Regions from separate parts of the Mus musculus genome. Here all the other regions are linked to region 1. A link is a contact called in public Hi-C and promoter capture Hi-C data. All regions are on one chromosome and are shown on one strand. The core of a region is the stretch at or near the end of the contact, and the rest is flanking DNA. Distances in the headings are between cores, read along the strand shown. Region 1 holds the start of Nup153 (nucleoporin 153). Region 2 holds the start of Mylip (myosin regulatory light chain interacting protein). Region 3 has its middle 6.8 kb from the start of Mirlet7a-1. Region 4 holds the start of Ptpdc1 (protein tyrosine phosphatase domain containing 1). Region 5 holds the start of A830005F24Rik (RIKEN cDNA A830005F24 gene).

Region 1 (5,252 bases), core at 1,290-3,789:
CAGACCTTATTTTTTTGTGTTTAGAGGGTAAAATAAATACATAAAACTTCATAATTTCCTGTATTTGCCATCTCTGAATATTCTATTGGCTGGAGCTTTTTTTTTTTTTTTTTTTTTTTACCTTTTTGAAAAAAAATAAATGAAGACTAATTTGAGTCCAGATTGGGGTTTGAGGAAACTGTATTTCACTTTTAATTACTAGTAATCCTTCATCTGCCAGATGAAGGTCAGCTGCTTATTTGCTGATTTGTAGTTGGCAAACGGTTTCCATGTTAAACTGGAAAAATACTGGGTCTCTATTGGCAGAGAGACCCCAGCAGTAATCGTCTTTTCATGAATTGAGACATATTGTTTTGGCTCTAGAGAGCAGTCTAGATATAATGTGGACTTTTTGGATGTCATTGTTTTCCTGCCACAGCCTGCAACAAACCAACCACACAAATATGAGAGCATTGTATTTTTTTTCCTCTCTATGTAAATATATGCAGGAAATGAATGAAATAACTGCGATCAAGCCCAAAAGGGATGTGGACTTTTTCATGAATTCTGTGAAGACTGTCCCTTCCAGGAATGAGCTGCTAGCCTCTGCTGGAAACTTAATTCTGTTGGGCCGAGAAGGGACCAGAGAGGAACAGTTCTGCTTGTTTTGTAGCCCTGGGGGAGAGAACACACTCAGAGTGAAGGCAGGTTGGGAAGGGAGGACACAGAAAGAGAGGAAATGAATTCTTTTCATCAACTTTGGTAACTTGTCTCAGGGGTTAAGGTCAGACACAGACTGTACCAACTGGTTACAGCAGGGTCTTTGATGTTCTGAAAGGTACTATAAGTTCAAAGGTACTGTAAGTTTTGTTTTATTAATTTGATTTCAATAGTGATTTGAATTGTACACTTTGGGGGTGGGCTGGTGCAAGAGATCACTTTTGGTAGTGGATTTCTGGTTGGCACTAAGTGCTTTCTGTCTGTACAGCTATTATAAGCAGAATCGTGTCCCTGTTGAGGTAAATATTCATTCTATTTGCAGATGAGGAAAGTGAAGCTTAGAAAGAAGATCACTAATCTCCCCAAGGCTACACAGCTAGTAAGTGACAGATTCAAACAATCTATTTGATTTTATAGTTATAAACTTTAGAACGCTGTTCTCTAATAGAACATTAAGTCTATGATTCTCCATAATCGATTCTTTTTCCTAATCATAGTTACTTATTTCATAAAAACAAAAAACAAAAAAACCCTGGGTTATAGTCCTGGCTTTGAGTGCCCAATTAGATATCCACCCTCTTTTATTTTTTTCCAAGTCAGTTCTCTATGCAGCCCTAGCTGTCTTGGAAAACGCTTTGTAGACCAGGCTGGCCTTGAAGTCACAGAGATCCATCTACATCTGACTCCTGAGTGCTGGGATCAAAGATGTCTGTCACCAGCCAGGCTCTAAATCGATACCCTTAATGGTGCCCCTTAAATTTTCTTGGTTTCCATATAGTCCATTGAATGACTAGGCTGGACCACATGATCACACAGACCTTTTGTCTAATGCCTGCATCTTTAACACGGTGTATCCGGTCTTTGAGGATACATTGTTTAGTCACCTAACTATAATATTAACTGAAGCAAATATATGTTTACTAGGGATATATGAGTCACCCTTAATGTGTGTTGATTGCATAGGTCATAATTGCAACCATTTACTGCGTTTCTTGTATACCAGGAAATCTACTGGGTGCTCTCTACACAGACGACCGCACTAGCTCCCCACAACTTTATAAGGTAGATTTAAATAGTAGAGTCATCCAAGGTCAAGTTTGTAAGTAGTGAAGCAACTCAGAATGCCAGCACGGTGTGTGTTGACAACAAAGCCCTTATATGTTTAATGAAACAGTAATGAAGTTGTATTTTTTGCTTTCGTTGAGACAGAATCTCACTATGAAGCTGAGGGTAATGTGTAACTAGCCATTCCCCTGTGTCTGCCTCCCAAGTGCCAAATGCCTTTCCTACTTTGTTTTTGGCCTGGGGATCGCGGCCACGGTTAATTTCAACGCGGTCTCCCCCCCCCCCCCCCCGGATTGTGATGCATTATGGTTCTTTGATTTTACTGTTTACTTCCATTCGGCTTATAATTGATGAATGGGAGATTACAGTATTCGTGTCGAGTGCCCTTCTGAATCTAAACAAGCAGCCAACCGCCGCCAAATGACCCGGGCTTTGTGCCTCTGCGGTGCTCCGTGGGTGTCCTTCCGCTATAGCCTGCCTTTCCGAGAATCCGCGTTCTGGCCAGAAAAACTACATTTCCCAGAGGCTCCCACGACAGGGAGCGCGGGCTCGGCCAACCCTTCCTTCCTTCACCCATCCCCCCCCGCATTGTCGCAGCGTGATGACGCAAAGCGTCGGTCGCGGAGGAGTGACGGTGTTCTGGCTCGCGACCGGGGCGGCCGCCTCAACAGCGGTAATAGGCGCAAGAGCGGCGGCGGCGGCGACGACTGCAGGGACGACGACGGCGGCGGCGGCGGTGGGGCGGGCGCAGCGCGCACAGGGGGAGGGGTTGGCGGGCGGCGCCAGCGGCCTGGACTGCGGCAGCGACGGCCAGGGCGACTGAAGAGGAGCCTCTAGCAGCGGGCGGTCGAGCTAGGCCTCAGCGGCGCCCGGAGCTGCTCGCGCCGGCCTCGGCGGGAGATCTCCATAGAGACGGTGACAAACACAGACGCGGGGGTCCGCACGCGGCCGGCGCTCCTCAGCCACCTCGGGGCCCTCAGCCGCCGCCACCGCCTTCCTCGCCGCCGCGCGCACTCTCAGTTCCCGCTCGCTCCCTCGCGGTTCTCGCTGTGTCTGTGTGTCGCCTAGGGCCGGGCGGGGGAGGCCCTCAGGCCGCCGCCTCTGCCTCTCCCGCCCGGGAGCGGTAGTGGGAGGCCGCCCAGGCTCCGCCATGGCCTCGGAAGCCGGAGGCATAGGAGGGGGCGGCGGCGGCGGCAAGATCCGGACTCGTCGTTGCCACCAGGGGCCGGTGAAGCCTTACCAACAGGGGCGACCCCAACACCAGGTACGGGACCGGTACGCCGTGGCGACTGGGCGGCTCCGGGCGGTCTCTTTGGGGGGCGGTGCGAGGACCCGGCGGCCCCACGTGGAGGGGACCAGAGGGCCTGAGGCTGGACCCGGGTGGCGACGGGAAGTGGGTAGAGCCTGGCCGGGCCTGGCGGCAGACACGTGGGATGCGAGCGGCCTCTCCCAGCCCTCCCGCCCAAGGGCTTTCCCTGGCGGGCACAGGGCGGGAAAAGAAATCTCAGGCTTCGGATATTCGGGCTGCTGCTGCTGCTGCTGCTTCTTCTTTTTTTTTTTTTTTTTTGGCGGGTTTTTGGGGGTTAAATGGTATTCCTCACGACCTCACGAAGGGAACAAGGGAAAGATGTGGCAACAGGCCCATCCGCTGGCAGGCTTTTTCTTTCTTGTGTTCCCGGGTTCAGGGTGCGCGGGGAGATTAATCTGCCACCGCGGCCCGGAGAGACTTGGGGAGGGGGCGCTGTTACCCATATCGTGGAATAATTTCGGTTTTAGACGCGTTAAATCATTAATGGTAGTCCGGTCCCCTCGTCTGTCTGCTTGGCCTTTCCAGATCGGAACACACTGGTTTAGCTTCTCATCCTTTCCTCTCTTAACTGAGTTATAGTTATGTGGCACTGAGGCGTTTTGAAAGTCCCTCGCCGCTCTTACGTCTGGTCTCTGATGCGTGGTTCTTCCCTCTCTTCTCTCCACCCCGCTCTATATACTGAAGACCAGAATCATCCACTCTCTACAGTTGACCAGTTCTTCAGCTCTGATCTCATACACCAAATATTTTTAATACTGGGCGTTTTCTAGAAGTTTAAGGTATTTCGGGCTCACCAGGGGTGTTACTTAAGCCACCGTATGCCTTCTTTGGGTGTTTATAAAAATGTCGATTCTTGTTGTAAACGAGATAGTTGGTTCAGAGAACACTTTCAGTTATTAAAAATTGTGAGAATTAAAACGTTAAAAACTCACTTTAACGAAGCCACTTTTTAAAAGTAGGAAGTGTATATTTTAAGCTTACTGAAGAAGGGCTAATATATAACTTGTTGCATACTCTTAAATGTAGACTTTTTGTTTATTCTGGCTAGTGCTAAAATTGAATACTTGTTGGTAATGTTAAATTATATCACTTTTGAGATTTTTAAAATAAAGATAGGGAAAGTTTTGAATAGAAACAGCTGTGTTTTATGTACTAAGAAGTTATTTGTCATTGCTTGGAAGCCTTGCAATATTACCATTTTCCCTGAATGCTGAGGAGCCCGGGGTCTTCAGAAGCAGACTTTAAGATTAAAATCAGGTCACAAGCCTGGCCGTTTTACTTTGCCTAATACTGTACAATGGACATTAAGGCAAACATACTCTTATACTAAGAGTAATGAACCACCTCTGATTGCTTGAAAACAGTTTGAGCAAAGAAATGGATGGCTTGGATAGAGTTTAAAAAGAAGCCAATATTATGTATGATATTATGATAGAATTTAGAAAGAAGCCAAAGTTATGATCACAGCTTATTTTAAAATGTATTTAGGTTAAAAAAAAAAACCAAACTAATTTGAGAGAGAAGTGCATTCAACTAAAACCAAACATGTTTTAGAGCTGGTACAGATTTCAAGCTGTATGGTTTTAGAGCTCAGTAGTTCTAAGACATGTTAGCTTCTTGCCTCAGTCATTTAATTTAAAATGTAAGTACATCTTAATTTGAACTGGAATTAAAGATAACTCTTTTTTGGTTAGCAGATTTAATTTTGGCAGAATTGACCAAAGAAAAAAGTGTTTAGGCTTATATAAAAGTATGCAGCTCAGCTTTTGTTTCTGTCTTAAAGTAAGTAACTAGTCTTACCTCGGACTTAGTGGATGTCATTGTCCTCTACTAGCCGAGCTTGTCAACTGGTTGTTTTGCAGCAACTGCTGAGTCATCATCTTGGATATATCAAGGAGTTTCATGACATGGCATGTTTCATACTAATGCTTGATAAGTGTCCATGGCCTCTTGGCAGACTGAAGAGTTGTGTTAGACTCAGAGTAAGCAGGCTGGTGCTTATTGGTGAATGCAGGACAGCAAATGTCAGGCCAAGGAGCTAGCTACTGCAGTCACCCAGTACCTGTGACTCCTGTATCATGTTCAGTTGATTTCTGATTTCCTGTTTTGACTTCTGGTTTAGGTCTTCTGGGAAATGTTTAAACTTTAGCATTTTTCTACTTTTAACTTTCTTCCTTTT
Region 2 (5,084 bases), core at 619-3,118, 1.3 Mb after region 1:
TCTCCCACTAATATTATACAGAACAGGAAAAACAAAAACAAAACAAAACAAAAAACCAAGTGTTGAAAAACCCACCCAGGCCAACTGTGCTTTGGAAAACTTGAATTTTTCCTGAACTTCCTTTGCACCAAGTCAATTTTGCCAGGGAACATCTCCGGGAGGGCACGATAGCTACCACTAAATGGAATCTGAGGTGTACTTGACATTGGTTTGTTTCGGCCTCGCTTTACCTTGTCTGCTCCTGTAAGATGAGATGAGGCTCCACAAAGAACTTGACCCTCAGTTTAAGGCGGTAAGGTGCCAGCCCATCCATCTGCTGGGAGATCCGGTTTCTCAGATTCAGCCATAAGCTCTCACCTTTGCTCCCCGTGAACTGCAGCCCAAAATAATCAACCTCGATGATCCCTAGACGCCTGCACACCTAAAAACAAAACCAAAGGTATGGGGTGTGAGCAGTGCAAACCTAAGGGCTCCATCCGAGGAGAGGACTGGCCCCTGCTTTCCCAAAGTTCTACCTTCTTGCAATGCCAGTTGGTAGACCGACCGGAAAAACAAGGTTTTAAGGAAACAGCAAAGCCAAAACGCAGCCCTCCAGTGGAGGCTTGGCCTTGCTTGACTATTTCTAGGGTCTGACCAATGGCACAGGGAAAGGGGTCCCCCCAAAACAGACTTCCCAAAAGGCTGAGGTAGAAGAACACACAGGGTGTTTTATTTCTTATTCCAATCGCTGGAATTCCCCCCGCCACCCCCCCCCTCCGCCCCGCAGCACCATCTGCACAGCTGATTTGGCAGCGTATTATCTGGACAGTTTTAACCATCTGGATTCCAAAAACACAAACGCATTGAGGAAGCATGCTACAAGTGTCAGCTAAGCTTTACAAGCGCCTTTCCAAACAGCTCAGGTCCACAGGTCTCGTAGACACAGTATTTCAAGGGGTCAAATGGGCCTGCCAATATCCATTAGGCACACCCCGTTAGGAGCCTTAGTCACCCTTAAGAAAACACACGTGTAAAGACCCCTCAAGAAGGAGGCTGCCTGCAGAACCGTCCCCCGCAAATTACTCAATATACTCTGGATCCCTAGCAAGCCTAGAGTGTCAGGTGAACAGTCCTTCTGAGAAGCGGCTTGAGATTCGGGCCCACCTGATCAGCTAGGGAGCCCCGGGGCCAGCGACCGCTTGCAACCATCTCATCCCGGGACGCGGGTGGCGCTGCCGGGCTTTGCAAGGACTCCACGGGAGGCATCACACACACACACACCTGCGGCAGGTGTGCCGGGCCACCTTCTTTAGAGAAAAGTGCCAGGCTAACGGACAGGGTGGAGGTTCCCAGCAGTGTTCTGGTCTCCGGGCCCCGGATCCCCCACCGTAAGCGTCCTCTATGCTCCCCCCGCCCCCCCCCCACCGCACTCTCCACTCGCGGGGAGGAGGAGGAGGCTGGAGCCTGGCGTCCCGGGAGCACTCCACGGGCCGCTGCTGCAACGTCGCCCGGCTCCCGGGGAGCATCCCCGAGCCCCGAGGCTTCCCGGGGACAAGAAGGGATCCCCTTTCCGATCGCCGCCCTCACCTGGTTGAGACAGTCCTCGCCGTTGGCTTTTGCCTCCACCTCTACCTCCATCAGCACCGCGTCCGGCCTCGTCACATAGCACAGCATGGCTGGGGCCGCCGCCACCGCCGCTTCTTCTCGGGTGTGCGCCGGAGCTGTCGCCTCACCGCAATTGCTCCAAGTCGACTCCGGGCTCCGTGAGGAAGGTGCAGCCGTGCGGCCACCCGCCCTGCACCCCACGCAGCCGCCACTCGCGTCCCCGCCACCCCCACGACAGCCAGTTCCCGGGAGCTACACGGCCGCGCCGCTCCGACAGCCCTACTGCCTGCGCCGCTACAGGCACGCGTCTTTTATAGAGGCCCCGCCCCTCCGGCACCGGACTCCGCCAATCACAGCGTGCTTGCCCCTCCTCCCCAGCTCCGGCAACCAATTCCCAGTCTCGGTGGGCTGAAGCCCCGCCTCCCGGCACCGCCTGTGGAGCTGCGGGAGGTGGGAGCCCATCCTCTCCCCAATCCCCAGCACGGTCGCGGCCTCTGCCACTGGGCGACGCTCCTCCCAGCCCGCTGTCGCCCGCAGCTCCAGGGGACGCCTTTCTGTCCGGGTTTGAGAGAACTGTGATCAAAGGCTCCTGTGATGCTACGTTGCTACTACGGTTCTCAGGACTCCTGCGTGGGGTTACTCTAATAACCAGGTGGTTTGTGAAAGCCAAAAGAGAAGCAAGCAAGACAGAGAGCCTAAAGAAGAGGCTTTTCCGCTGGCATTTGCCACCGTGGGTTGTCAAAAGAAGAATCTAAGTAGAAAAGTTTTTGCAGCTGACCCAATATAAGCCGGTAATTTGATCCAAGCACCATTCTTATATTAACTCGTGCCAAGGGTTTCTATGTGTGGGTTCTGCTACATTGAAACACCTTACCAAGTTATGTCACCCAGCCTATCTCTCATCCAATTCGTTCACTATACACCTGGTACACTCCCTGCCCTTTCTTTCAGACACCCAGATGTTACCCCATCTTAAAGATAACAGGCTCATCTCAGGACCTAGCAGGATGGGAATCTCAATACAAGAGATTAGTGGTTAAAGGTGTACAACCTTCATATTTTTACCACCTGTTTCTCTTGGCCTATACTGTCTTTTTTGGTTTCTAAGATAAGCCGGGAGATATGGGTTTCAGCCTTGGATCTTTGGAAAACTCCATCTCTCTGAAGCTCAGTGTCCTCGCAGAATGGAGACTAGCTATTTTTGGACACCCCCTCCTGCAAGCCGCCCCCCCTCGCCCCAGCACCGCTGGGAAGCAATCTAGCCATCCCTGCCTGCCAATGACCCTATCTCTGTGCCGTTTGTTTGCTGTGCGTTTAAGACGAAGTCTTGCTGTATAGCTCAACCTGGTGGTGCACCTCGTACTTGGGCTCAGTGATATTTATTTCTGACGATGGGGAAAACATCGGAGAAGGACTGGGATCTTAGCAGAGCCCTCGCGGAGAGAACTGTTCAGTCTTTTGGCTTTGTGTTTCAGGAACACATGGTACAGTTCTCGAACTGCTCCAAGTCCAGTGTAAGCTTGCATTCATCCACCGGTCTACTGCTCATTCCTTTCCTTCCCGGAAGCAGGTCTGGCACGTGTACCTGGGAGATAACATTTAGATTATCTAATCTGTGGCCCATCGCTGGAAATTTCACCATAAGGAGAGGAGGCAACATGGAAATTGGTTGTATTGCTTAATATTTTTGAAAGGCCAAAACTTAACCAGCTTAAACAAGGGGGAACTTAGGGGACAGATTTGGGGAAATTCCTAGATACTGGGAGTAGAAAGGAGCTGAAGAAGAACAAAAATAAACAAACAGAATAAACAAAGACAAGACAAGAAACAAAAACAGAAACATTTCTATTTAACTATCTTTAAAACTATCTTACTTTGGGGTTTGGCAAGGATTTTTTTTAAATGGCTTTCTTTCATAGAAATGATTCTATATTTATATTTTTAATATGAGCAGCTAAATAATTTGTAGAAGCGAAGGAAATGTCAGGTTTAAAATTTTTAATTAAGAAAAATTTAACAACCATCAGTTACTTACAAACCAGTTGCATGGCTAACAATGACATAGGCATCTCTTTAACCCACATCCATTGAATTCCTTCTGTGAGATCCTCAATAAAGAGCTAATCATTTTAAAACCAAGTATCTCCAGAAAAGAGCCAGCAAAGGGGCTCTGTGGATTAAGGTACCTGCCACCAAGCCTGATGACCTGAATTTGACCCCAAGACCCATGGAGCAACAACCACAGGTTGTCCTCTGACCGATACGTGTTACATATATGAACACTAAAGTGTAAAAATTAAACTAAGGCATCGCCAGTTACTACTGAAGAAAAGAGGTGGTTTTAACAAAAGAGATCAAGGGCTGGGATTGAAACTCAGTTGATAAAGTGATCACGTAGTATGGACTTAGCCCCGAGTACCATCAAGTGGCCCTGGTGGCAACAGTGTGCCACCACTGTGTAATGGCAACAATGTGCCACCACTGTGTGTAATGGCAACAGCGTGCCACCACTGTGTGTAATGGCAACAGCGTGCCACCACTGTCTGTAATGGCAACAGTGTGCCACCACTGTGTGTAATGGCAACAGTGTGCCACCACTGTGTGTAATGGCAGCAGTGTGCCACCACTGTGTGTAATGGCAGTGGTGAGACACCACTGTGTGTAATGGCAGCGGTGTGACACCAGGCCAGCAATCCCAGCAGCACTTGCAGGATAGAGGTAGAAGCATCAGAAACTTGAGGTCATTGTAGGTTAAGTAGGGAGTTTGAGGATATCTTTAGCTAAAGACTAGACCTCAAATTAATTAAATAAAAAATTAAATAAATAAAAATTAATTAGTGAATGAACTGAGTGATTGAAACTCTTAGCCAAATGTTGTGGCACACATGCACACATGCCTGGAATCCCAGCACTTGGGAGGCCTCTGAGGTAAGTAGATCATGAGTTTGAGGCCAGCCTGGGCTACACAGTGGGACTCTGTCTAAAAGTGTATAAAGAGCTTGCTGTGGAAGCTTGAGGACCCTAGCACCCACATAAAAAGCAGGGCTTGGTGGTGTGTGCTCTTAATCCCTGGGTCGGGAGGAGAAAAAAGGAAGAACCCAGGGGCTCATTGGCCAGATAGTCTAGCCAATCCGTGAGCTCAAGGTTTAGTAAAAGACTCTGCCTTTCAAAAAATAAAATTGAAAAACTTCACAAAGCAGAAGCGTGTTATTGGTGTCTAATGTCAACCCCTGGTCTCCACGGAGCATGTGAAAAAACAGACATAAAACACGCAGAGGCATAAACAAGCAAACAAAACCCTCCAAAAAAGTTAAAAGCAGAAGGCCAGGGAAAGAACTGATGTCTGGGGAGAAAAGGATCGATCCAGGTTTCTCCTGGTGCGCGTGGAGGAGGAGGCTGTGTGTGGAGGAGGAGGCTGTGCGTCCTGTCTCTTCCCTCCTGTCATTTCTTCCCCGGGATAAGACAGAGACTGGTTAAGAGATGAGAAGGCTGCGTGAGAA
Region 3 (4,952 bases), core at 344-2,843, 1.8 Mb before region 1:
GTGTGGTTTATAATCCTCTTTCTCACAGTATATCCTGAAGGTTGAAGCTCTTCCTCCCCATATCCTACCTATCCCACAAGGTTCACCACCCTCCTCTTCTTTTTGTTCACTTGTTCACTTTAGTCCCAAACTCTCCCATCTTCTAAACTCTCTTGTCATTTGCTTTGGACAGAGAATGTTAGGATGGCTTATAGTTGGAGTTTATAATATAAGCACTTTGCTGACGTGTACAGTGCCTTTTTCCCCTGGATGGATTGCAGATGAATGTTCATAGGGTTTTGTTGATGCTTGACTCTCTTGACTCTCTTTTTTAAACCGTGCAAACCTACTATCATTAAATAGTACCCCAACCCACCCACCAAAGAGCAGAGAGGTCTCCTAGTGCATGGAAAGTTCCAGTAAGAATGAAGAAATGCTTTTGCATTGATTTAAAAAAAAAGAATTCGTAAAGATTGCTTTGAAAAAGTTTTAGCACAAAAATTTCAATACATGGGAAAGAAAAAAAAAATAAAAGAGATAAAAGATACACCATAGGAGACCTAACTCCTTATGTGACAGATGGGTGAAGTGAGGTATGGAGTGGCCTTGGCGTCGAGCCCCGGAGCCCCCGAGAGGGAAGACTGAGTGAATCCAACATCTTGGGTACACGTGAAAACCGCCCCGAAAACTCTAGCACCTCCCGCCTCGCAGCCGGCAGAGCGGACGGAGGCCACGTGACACGACTTGTCCATCACCGCGGAGGGCGGGACTCAGAGGACGGTCCTCGCTATTCTCCCGGTCCTCCAGTAGGGAAAGAGGAGCCTGTCACGGTGGGCGGGCCAGACCCGCCTTCTCCGCGGCGGGGGCGGGCTCAGCCGTCACCCTCCAGTGGGGGTCCGGGTGAGCCCCGACCGGCTAAGGCGAGAGGGCGAGGCACACGTCCGTCAACAGCGTCCGCCAATAGGAATGCGCGCTGCCCGCAGCTCCCGCCCCCGCCTCGGATTCCCGGCGCGCGCGTAGCCTTCCCTCAGGCCGCCGAGGCGGCGCCCGCCCGCCCGCGCTTCCATCCGGGTTCTCGCGCGCTGCTCTCTCCCGGGCGCGGCGGTGGAGGGCCACGGTGGGGGGAAAGCCAGACCATTTCCCGTGGCGGCAGCGGGACGCCTTTATCCGCGAGCTTGAGGTGGGTACTGCGGGCGTGAAGGCGAGCGCGGGGACGTCGCCATTTTTCCCTCCTCCAGACTCAGCGGCGGCGGCAGCGGGCGACCAGGAGGGAAGACTTGGGGGCTGCCGCGCCGCACCCTGGGACCCGTGGGATGGCCTGGGCGCCTCGGGCAGGCGGGTGGCCCCGGGGCCGGTGGCCCACGGATGCCGTGGGCCTTGGGGCTCGGGCGGGGGAGGGGTGCCGCGTGGCCGCTGGCCTGCCCCAGCCCCCTCCGCTTCCCGCCCAGCTCCTCGGCGACCGGGCGGGGGAGGGGGGTCATTCTTCACATTCCTCACCTCGCCCCTCCCCCGCCGCTTCAATCAAACTTGCGGCGGACGGAAGTCCCGCCCTCTGGCTCGCGCCGGTTGGTCGGGGCTACCTCCCCGCTGTGGCGTGACTGGCTGCGGACGTAGCCGGGCCTCTATGACGTCACTTCCGCCGTCAGGTTTGTGGGCCGGGGAGACCTTGGCTTTGGTTGGGGGGGGTGGGATGGAGGAAGGTAGGAAGTGCGGGGGGCGGGGAGGGACGGGGCGGGGCGGGAAGGCGCTGGCAGGGAGGGAACGGAGAGCCAACGCTGGCTGCTTGCCCCTGCTCCGCTCGGCCAACTGCGGCCTGAGGGCCTGGAGCAGCTGCTGGGGCTGGAGGATCGCTGCGGCTGCCCGTCCTTGGCCAGGGGGAGGGGAGCGCGAGAGCGGGAGGAAACTGTATCCCAGGGGATGGGGTAGGAGATTTGCAGCTCGGTGGCACCGGAAACGAGACTGGCCTTTTGACTGGGGAGGCTGCAAACTCTTGGAAGCGGGTGGCCTCTCGGAGGCCGGCTAAGAAAACTTATCTCTCGGCGCGCTCTTTAGCGGAGGCAGGGTGGTAACCTTTATGCCCTTGGCCAGGACTGCCCTTCGGTGATCCCGCTTGTTAGTGCAGGGTCTGTGTCAGAAGTGATCGTCTGTGTTGTAGTTTTCAACTTTTTGTGTTAAAAGGATAATTATGAAAGGACAAGGGGGGGCGGAGAAAAACTTTAGAAACTTAGTTAAAATGGAAGACGATGACAGATTGCTTTTTTAACTGTTGAAAAATATTGGCAACCTGTTTTTGAAGTTTAAAACATTAGTGTTCTTGTTTTTGATTGCCTGATAATCTTGTGAAGAAAATTGAACAAGTAAACAATCTTTTTATAAGAAAAGTTAGTTTAGCCGGGCACGCCTTTAATCCCAGCACTTGGGAGGCAGAGGCAGGCGGATATCTGAGTTCTAGGCTAGCCTGGTCTACAAAGTGAGTATCAGGACAGCCAGGGCTACACAGAGAAACCCTGTCTCGAAAAAAGCCAAAAAAAGAAAAGTTAGTTTAATACAGATTTTTCAGCATTCTGGCCTTTCATTAGGTTCTGTCAGTTGAAGCAGTAATATTTGGGAAATTTGAAATTGTTAGTGTAACAAAAATACTAGTTGGAAATGTAAGAACTTTAATTAGAGAATAGAAATCTTCCAAATTAAGTCGGGTCTAAAAAGTGTTATCAAAATTGTGTAGATGGGGCGTGCATTTTACCCTATGGGTAATTTTATTGTAGAAATTGATAGTTTTGTAGACTTGAAGCAAGCTGTGCCCTCCCCCACTATAAATTGAAGTTGTGCTGATTTGAGACTTAGTAATTTTTCAAGCTGGAAAGGTAGAGGAATGCAAAACATGTGGCTATAAAGAAGGTGTTGGCACACAAGTTTAATCCCAGCACTCAGGAGGCAGAGGCAGGTGGATCTCAAGAGTTTTGAGGGCAGCCTGATCTACAGAGCAAGTTCCAGGACAGCCAGGACTGCACAGATAAAACCTGTTTCAAAAACAAACAAACAACAAAAAAAAGTACTTCAGTTCACAGAGTGAAGTATTAAAACAAATGGTCCTGCTGGAGTTGTTGCTCAGTGATAGAAAGCTTGTCAGACATGCCTGAATTGGTGGGTTGAGTTTCCAGTACTAATAAAATAAATGCTCATAATAATTTAATGTTAGTAAGTCTCATTTAGATTTCTTGAGGGTCCTGGGAAATGTCCCTAGTAAACCTCCTCCAGAACTAAGGAAACTAATTGGTTTAGAGAATAGCATCCTAAATATCAAGTTCCTTTTATTTCAGTAACTAATGTTACAGAACCAGTGTGAGTTGGTGACAATTGTGCAGATAGATAAGTGGTTGAAGGCACTTAGCATCATACCTGACAGTGACCCAAGTTTGAATCCTTGGGACTCACCCACATGGTGGGAGGAGAGAACTGACTCCAAGTTATCCTTCGATGTCCACATTTGTGCAGACATAATACAAAATAATTAAAAAAAAGAAGCCTTTTTAAAAATACTACAAAGCCAGAGCTGGAGGTGTAGCTCACTCAGTTGATAAAGAGTACTTGCCAGCCATGCCTCAAGCCCTGGGTTCCATCTCCAGTTCCTGCCTGCAATCCCTGCACTGTTAGAGGTTATCCTCAGCTATGTAGAAGGTTCCAGGCCATCCTGAGCTGTATAAGACCCTGTTTCAAATAAAGGAGGCTAGATGGAAGCACCACCAATGAATGTTCCAAATAATGTATCCTGAATCACTTAGTATGTGGTGATCAGAAACTTTTAGGAAGATTTAAAATACGAAATAATGTGCTACATCAGCTATATCTGTTAGTTTTCCTGCAAAGTACCATTTTGTGAGTGGCAGAAATGGTTAATGTCCTCCTGAAGAGCACATTTCCTCTCTTACACTGATCTCCAAGGAATAATAGAAACAGCTCTATAGTCATATTTGGTGAAATGTGTAAAACACTGCTCCCCTCTCCCATTTAAGTGTGTATAAGTTGGGAAGTATATTTTGGCACTCAAGGCTAGCAGTATTTCAAAACTTTGAATGTCTTTAGAAACTTATACTATAAAGACTATTTTTACTAATTGTCAATGTTTTTTTTTTCATGTTTTCTCAGGACTAAAGTAATGGGGGTAAAGGTGGCACCTTACATGGTCCTTGAGTTTTGTGGGTGTTCTGTGCATTATGTAATCAATTAAGAGTAGATTGCATTAACTAGATATAATGATTTTGCCTTTTTGGTACCTAGTGAAATCTAGAGTATTTTACATTACAGCAGGAGTATATTTTAGTTACAGTGTGTACCATTTTGAGATATTCAGTTTCAGTGTTGGTAATTGTTTCTTAATGAATAATGCAACTGTGATGCATTATTTAGCTACTTTTCAAAAATTCATATTTGCTACCTGGATATGTTTGTCTTAAAGATAGACAAAACTTTTCTGGTTTTCCAGCTTTATCTCACAAAAGACCTTTCCTAGATACAAGATAGATTTAAATTCTCTTAAGACAGCTGAAAGGTACTTTTGTTACTTTAGGAATATTTTGAGACATTTTAGATAATTTGTTTTAAATTGATATGTGTAGTGGATATGGTTAAGGAGCATTTTGTTTAACTAGTTACCCAGTTCTATTTCTCCTGATAAGATGAAGGTACCTTGAAATCCTGGGAAGGGCTGACATCATCTTAACTCATTCCCCATACCTTTTTTTTGAAAAAATAATAAATCTGTTTTTGCTCTACGCATCCGTAGCTTGCATGGAACTCAGATTTTTTTTTTTTTCTGCCTCTGCTTCCCAAGTGTTTCGATTAAAGGCATGTGTCACTGTGCCAGGCCCCATATCTTGTTTTCTTTTGGCATATGTGATTGACAAATGCCTAGAAAGGAACTTAGGTTGATTTGCCTGTTAAGAATAGTTAATTTTAGCAGGTTGTGCAATCTA
Region 4 (5,054 bases), core at 280-2,779, 1.9 Mb before region 1:
GTATCATCACAAAGCTATTAATGGCATGGACAAAATAGAAAATATATGTAAAGCATCTAGCACAGAGCGCCACAGAATTTGCCTAGCAGTGTCCTGCACTAGAAAGACATTTCTACTGAACTGTATGAGATAACAGGACTTCTAGTAGAGTTTGAAAACATGGACTCAGCAGAGGCTGGTAGATGCTTATCTGGATCCATCCCTCACTTTTTTGGCATGGGATTTCCTTAAGAACAGAAATGTGCCTAGTGAAGACATTTCTCAACTACATGAGGTCATGTTACTGAGTATGTAAGATCTATAATATGATTAAGTTGATGGGTAGGCTTCTAGTAAGATCTTTATTAAAATATTAAATAAGGACATGGTGGATGGTGCTCTGTCTACGATTTTGATCCATGACACAAATTGAAAGGAAACCTGATTTTTTAAGGGTGACATGGCAGAATGTCTGGATCCCTGGGTACAGCTTTAATGAGAAGAAATGCCTGTGAGTTTAGATCAGGATTCTGGAACCTGGAGTTTCTGTTACAAGAGGGCAGAGACCAGTCAGGTCTCTTAATGACAGGGTCCCTGTTCCTGTCCAGACCTGGAGTCACAAGAGGCTAAGATGCTGGCAAGGCTTTGACAAAGAAAGTCTAAGGATTGCAGGAGAACAGAAGGAAGAGACTCTGGTGTTATGGAAAACTGACCAAAGAAGAACCAAACACCACTCTGAGAGTTGGAGAATTCAGATTTATTAGGCTAGCCTACTCCACTGTGGAGAGACATAGTATTTATGGGTTTTTAGCTTTGGTCATCCAACTGCTACAGCACTGGTGTCTTTAAATTACTGCCTTAGTGAACATTTGCTGATGGTCTGTTTCAGAACAACCGAGGGGAAATTTCTACTTGAGTTAAAGTATGCTTACAGAACAAGTGGCAGTTGGGACTTTCGTTAGCAACACGGATCGTTGCTAACAGGTACAGTGGTTTCACCAGATACCTACAGGACCCATACTTATGACAGCACTTGGTCTTCATTTTCCCCCCTCTACATAATTCAACTTTCCCCTACTAGACCAACTCCAGAAATTCATATTTAAACTGTCATAGTGCAAGACAATATTGACTATTAAATATAATAGTTCAAGAATATTAGGGGGGAAATGAAGACATTCGATGCATAATATGGGCTTTTCTTCTTCTTTGGGCGCTGAGACGGAACACGTGGTTCCGTGAGCGAAGCTCCAGAGCAGTCCTCGCTCCTCCTGCGACTCTGCACCGGGGCTCGTGGGGAGTCGGTGCCCCCCACCCCCACCCCCATGCTGCAGGCTGGCAGCCGCGCCCTCTCATGGCCCTGAGGGTCCTCCGGGCTTTCCGCGCACACGCCGTCGGCTCAGCCCGCGACCACTCAAGCCCCAGCTCGGCTTCCCAGCGGCTCCCACATGTTCGAAAACCTTAGAAGCTGTCCGCCGCGTCACGGGCCGCCTCGAGTCTCCATTGGCTGGCGCGTATCACGTGCACCGAGCGGCTCCGGCTATTGGCTGTTGGGTCGGGCGCGCGCAAGGCCGCGGCGGCGACAGGGCGTCCTCGGCGGCCGGGCTGTGGAGTGGCCCGTGCGCGCGCCCGAGGGAGACGTTGTGTAGCGCGCCTGGCGGGGAGTCTCCCTGCTCAGAGGCGCGGCGGGAGGCCGGGCCTGCGGGCAGGCCAGCGCCGCGGAACCCGCCCGAGCAGCGCCCGGGGCCGGCCGGTCCTCTCCGCCCGCGCCTCCCGGCCCTAGACGTGAGACACCGACCCGTCGGCTCCAGGGCTCCGAAGCCGGAGAGCGAAGCGCGCCAAGAGGTTCGGAGTCCGCAGCCAGTTAGGCGCCCGCCGAGCGGTCCCCAGACGGTTGTCCTTACGCGGCGGGTTATCCAGGGAGGCGTTATTTGGAGGCGCATCCCTAGAGGCGGGGCGGGGGACCAGGGCCACCGGGCGCCCCTCTGTCTTGCTCAAGTGCTGCGACACTCGGATTTCTCGGGAGCAGTTGGAGGCTTGCTTGGGTGTTTTAGTTGAAATCTCTTGATTAGAAATATTGACAACTAGTTCTTCATTACAAATAAAGCAGACAAGACAGCCACAAGCAGGTATCAGGCTACCACTTTGGGATCCCTAATTCGGACCTCTTTCTGTCAGTAAACGAGTCACGTGACCTTGACCAAGTCACTTTTTCTCCTGACATGCATTCTCAACGTTGATAATGATGATGATGATGTCGATGTCCCTGCTCTGGGGTGTGTGTGTTTTCTTATATAATAAAGGGTTTGTGGCCTTTCAGAGGACCACACCATAGATACACCCTACCTGTGGTATTAAATTTTAATGGAAAAGAAAATTTAGTAAACAAAGGCCCAGGGAGGAGGGGGGTGGAGCTTGAGAAACAGTGCTTTAGGGAAATAGCTGATCAAATTATTCCAGCAAGGGTTGTCTATGCTAAAAACTGAACACAAGCTATCATTCATTGACTGCGAGCTGAAGGAGCCTGAGAAGCTGTTATCATGGCGGGCACTATTAACCTGTGTGAACATGTATATATCCACCTCCACCTCACCCTCCACCCCCACCCTGCACAGCATAAGCTTTCTTGAGTTTAACAACAAAGTGTCATTCCAGGTTGTTGTTTTGTTTTTGTCTTTCCCTCAGAAAGGAAGGCTTGGGTGATTTGCCACAATCAGAGCTGTTAGTGGAAAGAAATAAAATGTAAACACGCATGTATGACCTCAAACCACTCACTCATCACCATGTGGTTTCTTCCTGTTCAGTTGTAGCGAAACTTCTCGCTACCCAGGAATCCCACCTGTGGCTTTTTAAAAAGTGTGGATACCCAGGTCTTAGAGACAAACTGGGACCAGCATGAAATTTGCTTAAGACCTCATAGACGATTCCCATTTGGAAGTCCGTAGTCCGTCTTAGCAATAACTAATTGCTAACCGGATACCGGTGCCTTCACAGCATTGTGTCCTGGAGACCCAGATTCCCCATCTCAACAGTACTTCATGTCCTTTTAAGGGAGGTTGGGTTTTCATCAGAAAAAAATCCTTTGTTGGTGGAATCCAAGCGAATTGAGAGAACACTACTGAATCTCTCTCTCTCTTTTTATATGATCTTCCTTGACCACTACTGAATACACTTTTTTTTTTAAATCCCAGCAGTCGGGAGGCAGAGGCAGGCGGATTTCTGAGTTAGAGGCCAGCCTGGTCTACAAAGTGAATTCCAGGACAGCCAGAGCTATACAGAAAAACCCTGTCTCGAAACCACCCCCCCCCCAAAAAAAGTCATATGAAGAAAAGTAAGAATCACAATTTACCTGTAGTATCACCAGTTTAACAAAATGATGTTTGTGGTCTTTACCATGCTGTATCATGATTAGTGATGCCCCCCTGATGTCACATAAATTTAGAACATTCTCACAGGCAGAATTATTCCATATATAGGGGAGAAAAAAAATCTAAAAATTATTCTGAATATAAATTTCAAATCACTGTTCTCTTAAAAGAACATTTCAAACCCCCTTTTTTTCCAAACCAAAACCTGCCCCCAAGGGTTTTTTCCACCCAGAAGAACTTTGGAGAGTGAGGGAGTATGAAAATACATCCATTGAAATCTTTTCTAAGAATCATCTTTGTTAGTGAATATTTCTGCCATTTCTCATATCCCCTCGGCTTCAATCAAAATATGTATGTTTATGATTCCTGTTCTTAAAATGATTTAAGTAGAAAAACTAACCGGCTCTTTGTTGGTATTAACTAGACAATGTGATGCATTGACTATATTAGAGATAAAGCTAGTATTTTATTTGTCTGGATTTAAGGAAAGACTGGAGCTCTAATCCCAACTGTGACACTTTGTAGTTATGACCTTGGAGCAGTGGCTTTCTCTCTCATGTTTACCTCATCATTAGACGGGAACAGTGCCTTCAGAGCTGTGGCATTCATTTAAACAGCACATTACAGCCCCAGTAGAGTGCTAACCTAAATTATCTTTTTGCTAACATTATTTCTTTCACCCTCTAGGGCATATTCACAATTCTAATCCCTCTGTAATATGTAAGATTTTTTATTTACAAAAAAGATATATTTATAGAGGATTTACTATAAGTGAGATACTAAAAACTCCTTTAAAAAGAATGGGTCATTTTTAACAGATTCTGAGAAAACTAAAGGCAAAATGACCATCTAGAGTTTCCCATGACCACAATCATATCTTTAGTGTCTCTGTAAATATTTATGAACACTTATGTTTCAGGCCTTTGATACTGGTGATATGAAGAGGATCTTCAAGATGCCTGGTCTTATAAAATTAGTATATGAAGAAAACACTAAATAAAGCAGTGCATTTATAGATTGTGATAAATCTAACTAACATCTACAAAACTAACATGGTCAAGTAATATGCTATGAAAGTCTTAGACATGTAAGTCTCAGTAAAAATACATTGTATGTCAGAGAATAGAGGATTTAAGGAAAATAAGTAAGAGTACAGTTAAGGATTTCCCAGGTCTAAAATGTTTTAGAAGAGACATAATTTTAAAATTCTTCTATGAAATGCCAGTATTCTTCAGCTTAACTTCTAACACACTCACACACACACACACACACACACACACACACACACACCTCTTTCCCTTGGCTTTCATTTTTTAAACACTAATTACTGCAGGTACCTTGCTTAGCTGATATTACTATTTGTTTGTGTATTCTCTGCAGTACTGGGGATGGGACCCAGGACCTTGCACACGCTGGGGAAGTGCTCTACAGCATTCTATTATCTCCGCTCTTCTGAGGCTTTTTCTATAAATTACTGTAAATTGGCCATTTGTACTTTTATATATTGCTATATAAAATGATGTTATGATTTGTGACTGGTGTGTGGAGTAAATTAGCATCTACTGCTTCATTGTTTTGTGGTGAGAAAATCTGAAATTTGGCACTCTGGAAACATACAACACGATAGTGCTGAGTGTATTCATGATGCTGTACAACTGAGGGGAAAGTCCTGTTCCTCCTGTGTGACCGCTTTCTAGCATTCCTTCT
Region 5 (5,510 bases), core at 2,329-4,828, 1.8 Mb before region 1:
GTAAGCCAGTCCCAACTGAATGTTATCCTTATAAGAGTTGCCTTGGTCATGGTATCTCTTCACAACAATGCAAACCCTAACTAAGACAAACACTTCCAATCTTTTGGTAATATGAGATAACCTATATTATATAGATTCACAATGTATATTCTCTGTATATCCCATATAGGAAACTCTGGTTCCTACATTATTACAGAGTGGCTTAGGAACTAAATGTGGGAAGATGTGCTCACTACTATGGGGCTGTAATTGTTTCTGGATTCCTTCAGGTGACAGGGCTAGGAATCACCTGTGTGAGCATCTAAGCCATGCACACTAGATGGCTGTGTCTCAGTGTCTGAGTCAGGGTTTCTATTCCTGCACAAACATCATAACCAAGAAGCAAGTTGGGGAGGCAAGGGTTTATTCAGCTTACACTTCCATACTGTTGTTCATCACCAAGGAAGTCAGGACTGGAACTCAAGCAGGTCAGGAAGCAGGAGCTGATGCAGAGGCCATGGAGGGATGTTCTTTACTGGCTTGCTTCCCCTGGCTTGCTCAGCCTGCTCTCTTATAGAACCAAGACTACCAGCACAGAGATGCCACCACCCACAAGGGGACCTCCCCCTTGATCACTAATTGAGAAAATGCCTTGCAGCTGGATCTCGGGGAGGCATTTCCCCAACTGAAGCTCCTTTCTCTGTGATAACTCCAGCCTGTGTCAAGTTGACACAAAACTAGCCAGTACACTCAGTATCCACCTGCATCTCTATTAAAATATACCGGGATGCATGATGATGTATCCCATCCTACTCTGGTACCACATCCTGACTGCATCTCCCCCCTTGCTTATAATGACCTTCTCTTTAACAGTGAAAAAGATCTCGTCTCTACCATGTGTCATACTGTCAGAACAAGGTCCAAGAATGGAGTAGTGTGAGAATTCTGAATGTTTGTGAGAAAACTAAAAACAAAACAAACCCCGAGAGTCTTGTGACCCATTTCTTCAAAACATGAAACTACACCCAAGAACACATTTCCTGTTTTGAATGCAGTTTCTTGTTCCTCCCAGGTGGAGCAAATAGCAGAGCGCTTTCTTCAGGTGACTCATCATTACTTGTTATTGCTTGCTGGTGTTAGTCAATTAAATGTTTCACTTCTGTGAAAAAACACGTTTGTCCTACACCTGGCTTCTCCTTGTGGTTGTTAACAGCTTGAACTCATGAGGACTTTGAGTTTTCTTAACTCTCAGTATAAACTGGCTGATGCTCTGAATGAAGTTGGCTATTGCATAAGACTTTCTAGTCGGCTTCATTTATTGACTCCGTTCTCCCAGGTCTCACCTCCTCTAGAGCAGTAGACATCATGTCTTCATTTTTTTTTTCCTGACCCAGTGTGCATACTCTTGTGAGAAAAAAAAAATGAACTGAAGGGCATTATAGCAATTTTGAGACAGAAAGTTCTTAGTGTCTTAAGAGATGGATTTTAAAAAAACCTTACAAACCTAGCTTATCTTAGGTGATGGCTTTTGGAAGTGTTTCGGATTTATGAGCAGAGTTGGCTCCTCAGCTGGGTCCCAGCTGCTGAGGTCTGTTCTGGGTCCAGTCCCTTTATCTCTCTCTATCTTTTTACACTCGAGCATGCGGGTGTGTGTGTGTGTGTGTGTGTGTGTGTGTGTGTGGTGTGGGTACGTATGTGTTTGCACATGTGCATGTGTGTGGAGGTCAGAGGCTGACGTCAGGTGTCTTTTTCTGCCACTCTAGTCATACAAATTGCATGGTGGCACACGCCTTTAATCACAGGACTTGGTAGGTAGGGGCAGATGAACCTTTGTGAGTTTGAGGCCAGCAGGGGCTACAAAGTGAGTTTCTGGACAGTTTCTGGAGAGACCCTATCTCAAAATGCAAAACAACAACAACAAAATTGAAGCAAGGTGTTGAGCATCCGAACCCGAATCTTCATGCTTGAGCACCATGGCATGCACATTATCCACTGAGACCATCTCCACATGATATTTCTTTTTACTTAATGTATTTTTATTTAATGCATTTTTATTTATTTTTATAAGTATTAATGTGTTTTGCCTGCAGGTAAGTGCACTGTGTGCATGCAGTTGTCTGTAGAGACCAGAAGAGGGCATCTGATCCTTGGAAGTGGAATTCTAAGCAGTTGTGAGCCATCTTATAGATGCTGGGAACTGAACCTGGGTCCTCTGCAAGATTCCCAAGTGCTCTTAACACTCGGTAGCCACCTCTCCAGCGCCTCTCCTTATTTCCTAGTATTATTCTTACTGATTTTATTTTTTCTTTATCTGAACAATATAGACCCATTTTACTGGCATGACATCTTTTAATTGAAAACTTGACATTCCATGTTTTTTGCCTTATCAAGTGTGGCGTGTATCCTAAGTATGCTCAAACTTAAAAAAAAATAAAATGAAGTTACTTGTAAACAATTTGATCTTTTCTAGGCTTAGTTTTGCATTTTCCTAGGTGAAACAAGAAAGGCTCGGGGGCCCCATCTTGTCTTCCTATCAAGATGAAACCATTTCCAGGTATTATGTACAACTCTGAAGGCTTTATGGCCTCATAGGAAGAGGTGTTGTTCCTCACCCCCTTTATTCCCACTGACATTTTTCCCGGGACTTTTCCCTGGGATGGCACAGCTGTGTGTCGCGTGCTGTCAGTGTTCGGTGAACGCCCGAGGAAGGAGCCACTGAACCTCTGTGGATTTCTCTGGTCCTTCGTACTGTCCTTTGAACTGAAGCTGCCTTGGTTTCCCCAGGGCCCCGGCTTCGTCTCAGGTTGACCTCCAGGTCTTGCTCGGGTCTCCCTTCTCTGTTCTGTGCCAGAACGGTTTCTCACCAGGGGAGTTCGCTGCTCACTTCGTTTATTGTCCACATCACTGATATTCCTCCATTGTTTCTGTGTGCAGTGCTTCCCCATCGGTTTCTTAGTCCATGTTGTCCTTTTAAAGCTTGTTTTATGTGGAAGACTGAATCTGGTCCCTGTTGACTTCTGCTGTTTGCCACCTCACTTTAAGAAGCAAATGGGAAATAATTTGAAAATACTGCTCACGTCAAATACTAGAAATACAATTGAAAATTCAAATTCAATTAAATTGAGTTCCGCTCAAATTCCTAGTCTTTTCGCAAAGATTTTTGTCTTTCTGTTACAACCAAGAAGTGTTTTTTTGTATGAGCAAAATAGTTTAAAACATTACACTATGAATATCTTCAAACTTAGTTTGCCCTTGTCTTTTTGTAATCATTTTTTAAAAAAAGTATTATTTTCAAGAAACAACACCCACAGTATCCACACATGCTGCAGTTTAAAACACACGACTCACAGGCACGTAAAAAAGAAAAAAAACAAAACAAACAAACAAACAAAAAACCAACCAAGATTGAATTGGCAGGAGGAAGGCATCTAGATAGCACATCTTTTTTAAAAGAATTGATTAATGAGCTTCCTTAGAAGTACGCAAAGATTACTTCGGTTTGGCTTTTCTGCTTTTTTTCTGTTTCTCTAAGATCTTACCCTGTTGTCTTGCAGTCAATGAAAGAGTCCGGCAGTGCTAGGGAGCCCCTCCTATAGTCTGAAGCTTCGGGTTGCAGCCAAGTCAGCATGGGGTGTCCTGCAGTACGCGGCATTCTGGGTATTGTAGTTCCCCCATCTCTAGCGCTGCGTGGGTAGTGAAGTGCGCGCGCGTCACCCCGGTCGGTGTACTTCCGCATCCTGCAGTCGTCACCTGTGCCTGTGGACGATTCTACTGCGGTTCTGGTGAGCGAAAGTGCAGACGTCCTCGGCTCTTGCAGATCCCTCCAGGCGGGGAAGAGTCCGGAGAGCTGGCGTGGGCCACCCACAAGGTTCAGGTGTCTGCCGCTGCTCCATCCTCGATGCGTGGAGTCTTTGGGAGTGGAATCAGCTTCTCTGCCCATCCCGGAGGAGGGTCTCGGTGAAGACCCTGGGATGGGGAGGGGGCCATGTGAGAACGGGGTTAGGGGTCCACTATCTTGTCCTAAACAAGCTACAGGTCAGTCTGGCCTGCTTCCCAGGCTATGACGCTGTAGGTGTGTCCCCTGTGTTAGTGCCAGGTCAGGGAGATTGGACCTGGGGCATCTAGATGTCACCTTTCCACCCCCGCTCTCTGTTGAGGTTTGTGAGGGATCAGAGCCATCCTCCACAGGAACAAATGTCTGAATTGGTGAGGACAGAAGTCTTGGGGAGCTGCACTCATCATGAATTTGGAAATACAGCTTGGTCGCTTGCCTTGCGGGGAAAACATACAGAATTGCCTGGCTGAATGCAACGGCAAAGACCAAGAGACTAGAGCTAGTCTTGAAGTTTGGAGTCTTGGTGTGTGACAAGGCTTGTGTGTGTGGTGTGTATGTGTGTGCGCGTGCGTGCCTGTGTGTATATGTGTGTAGGGGGGAGTGGGGGTGGCCTTTTTACACATTGTGGGCTAATGACCTTGTGTGGCTCCCTTGAGCTCTGGGATCTTCCAAGAGCCTGGAGTGATGTAATGGGAAGAGACATTTCCCCCATGACCCAGGGCTTGTTGGCTCCCTGAATTTCTGGCGGTGTAGCCTGGTTTCTCCTTTTCTCTTTAGTTCTCTGATCTATATATACAACTCATTTTGATTATATTCACCACTGAAAATTCTGTCCCCAGTCCACCTATCTTTGTGACCTATCTTTCTTTTTTGTTTCAAAACCCTTTAAGACTAACTTATGCTGAATTCAATATTCTTGAATATTTCATTGGATTGTTATTGGCTTACCTCGGGCTATATACTCTTAGAGAAACCCTTCTCCTCCTCTCCCAGCAGCTAGTAATTGCCGTAGCTTGGTACTAGGTATTTGGTGCCGAACTCTTGTCTCTGTGCTGAGATTTGTTCTGGTTTGGGCTTGCACGGGTCTTGTGCATGGTGTTGTAACTGCAGTGAGCTTGTATGTACAGTTGCCCTATTGTCTGTACTGGCTGGTTTTGTGTGTCAACTTGACACAGGCTGGAGTTATCACAGAGAAAGACGCTTCAGTTGGGAAGTGCCTTCATGAGATCCAGCTGTGGGGCATTTTTTTGGTTGATGATCAAGGGGGGAGGGCCTATTGTGGGTGGTGCCATCTCTGGGCTGGTAGTCTTGGGTTCTAGAAGAGAGCAAGTTGAGCAAGCCAGGGGAAGCAAGCCAGTAAGAAACATCCCTCCATGGCCTCTGCATCAGCTCCTGCTTCCTGATCTGCTTGAGTTCCAGTCCTGACTTCCTTTGGTGATGAACAGCAATGTGGAAAGTGTAAGCTGAATAAACCCTTTCCTCTCCAACTTGCTTATTGGTCATATTTGTGCAGGAATACAAACCCTGACTAAGACACATTGGTACCAGGAATGGGGTATTCTTGTGACAACCTGATGATGTTTTGGGGAGGACTGTGGAAGGACTTTGGAACTTTGGGCTAGAAGATCCATTCGGTATTAAGAGCTCTGTGGGATGTTGTATAGGAGCTTGGAAGATAATGTTGAGAACAGTGCAC

The links. Promoter capture Hi-C pulls out the DNA fragments that hold promoters and counts their contacts. Hi-C and Micro-C count contacts between places; a contact is called where the count stands out from the background.
Region 2: a contact with region 1 is called in a Hi-C map of muscle stem cells, with 2.7 times the contacts expected there. The contact joins the promoter of Mylip here to the promoter of Nup153 in region 1. A contact is called at or near these places in 2 of 39 promoter capture datasets (the C10 cell line and pre-B cells), 1 of 484 Hi-C or Micro-C datasets (muscle stem cells) and 1 of 115 datasets of contacts at active chromatin or transcription factors (thymic regulatory T cells).
Region 3: a contact with region 1 is called in a Hi-C map of B cells, with 5 read pairs. The contact joins the enhancer-like site here to the promoter of Nup153 in region 1. A contact is called at or near these places in 1 of 39 promoter capture datasets (the C10 cell line) and 1 of 484 Hi-C or Micro-C datasets (B cells).
Region 4: a promoter capture Hi-C map of pre-B cells shows a contact between it and region 1, with 2.2 times the contacts expected there. The contact joins the promoter of Ptpdc1 here to the promoter of Nup153 in region 1. A contact is called at or near these places in 2 of 39 promoter capture datasets (hippocampal neurons and pre-B cells).
Region 5: a contact with region 1 is called in a promoter capture Hi-C map of pre-B cells. The contact joins the promoter of A830005F24Rik here to the promoter of Nup153 in region 1. A contact is called at or near these places in 6 of 39 promoter capture datasets (the 3T3-L1 cell line, the C10 cell line, cranial neural crest and 2 more), 1 of 115 datasets of contacts at active chromatin or transcription factors (large pre-B cells) and 1 of 9 other capture datasets (pancreatic islet).

Annotation. Positions count from the first base shown.
Region 1 is chr13:46,725,136-46,730,387 of GRCm38.p6, reverse strand. It overlaps Nup153 (nucleoporin 153), which reads left to right and starts at 2,539. Exons shown (of 22, transcript NM_175749.2): 1 at 2,539-3,028. The coding sequence starts at 2,915. It overlaps Gm46412 (a long non-coding RNA gene), which reads right to left. Exons shown (of 2, transcript XR_001780928.2): 1 at 4,874-5,252.
Region 2 is chr13:45,386,526-45,391,609 of GRCm38.p6, reverse strand. Mylip (myosin regulatory light chain interacting protein) reads right to left here and starts at 1,868. Exons shown (of 7, transcript NM_153789.3): 1 at 1,567-1,868; 2 at 231-421. The coding sequence starts at 1,653.
Region 3 is chr13:48,542,557-48,547,508 of GRCm38.p6, reverse strand. No RefSeq gene overlaps it. Among named protein-coding and RNA genes, the nearest start is that of Mirlet7a-1, 6.8 kb to the right of the region's middle. Within about 2 kb of position 1,593, at least 414 of the 459 cell types and tissues checked have an H3K27ac peak or open chromatin away from gene starts, as enhancers often do. A contact at or near this core is called in B cells, where this site is marked.
Region 4 is chr13:48,622,147-48,627,200 of GRCm38.p6, reverse strand. It overlaps Ptpdc1 (protein tyrosine phosphatase domain containing 1), which reads left to right and starts at 1,529. Exons shown (of 10, transcript NM_207232.2): 1 at 1,529-1,824.
Region 5 is chr13:48,511,638-48,517,147 of GRCm38.p6, reverse strand. A830005F24Rik (RIKEN cDNA A830005F24 gene) reads right to left here and starts at 3,578. Exons shown (of 2, transcript NR_165458.1): 1 at 3,519-3,578; 2 at 2,309-3,014. Zfp169 (zinc finger protein 169) reads left to right here and starts at 3,712. Exons shown (of 5, transcript NM_026450.3): 1 at 3,712-3,853.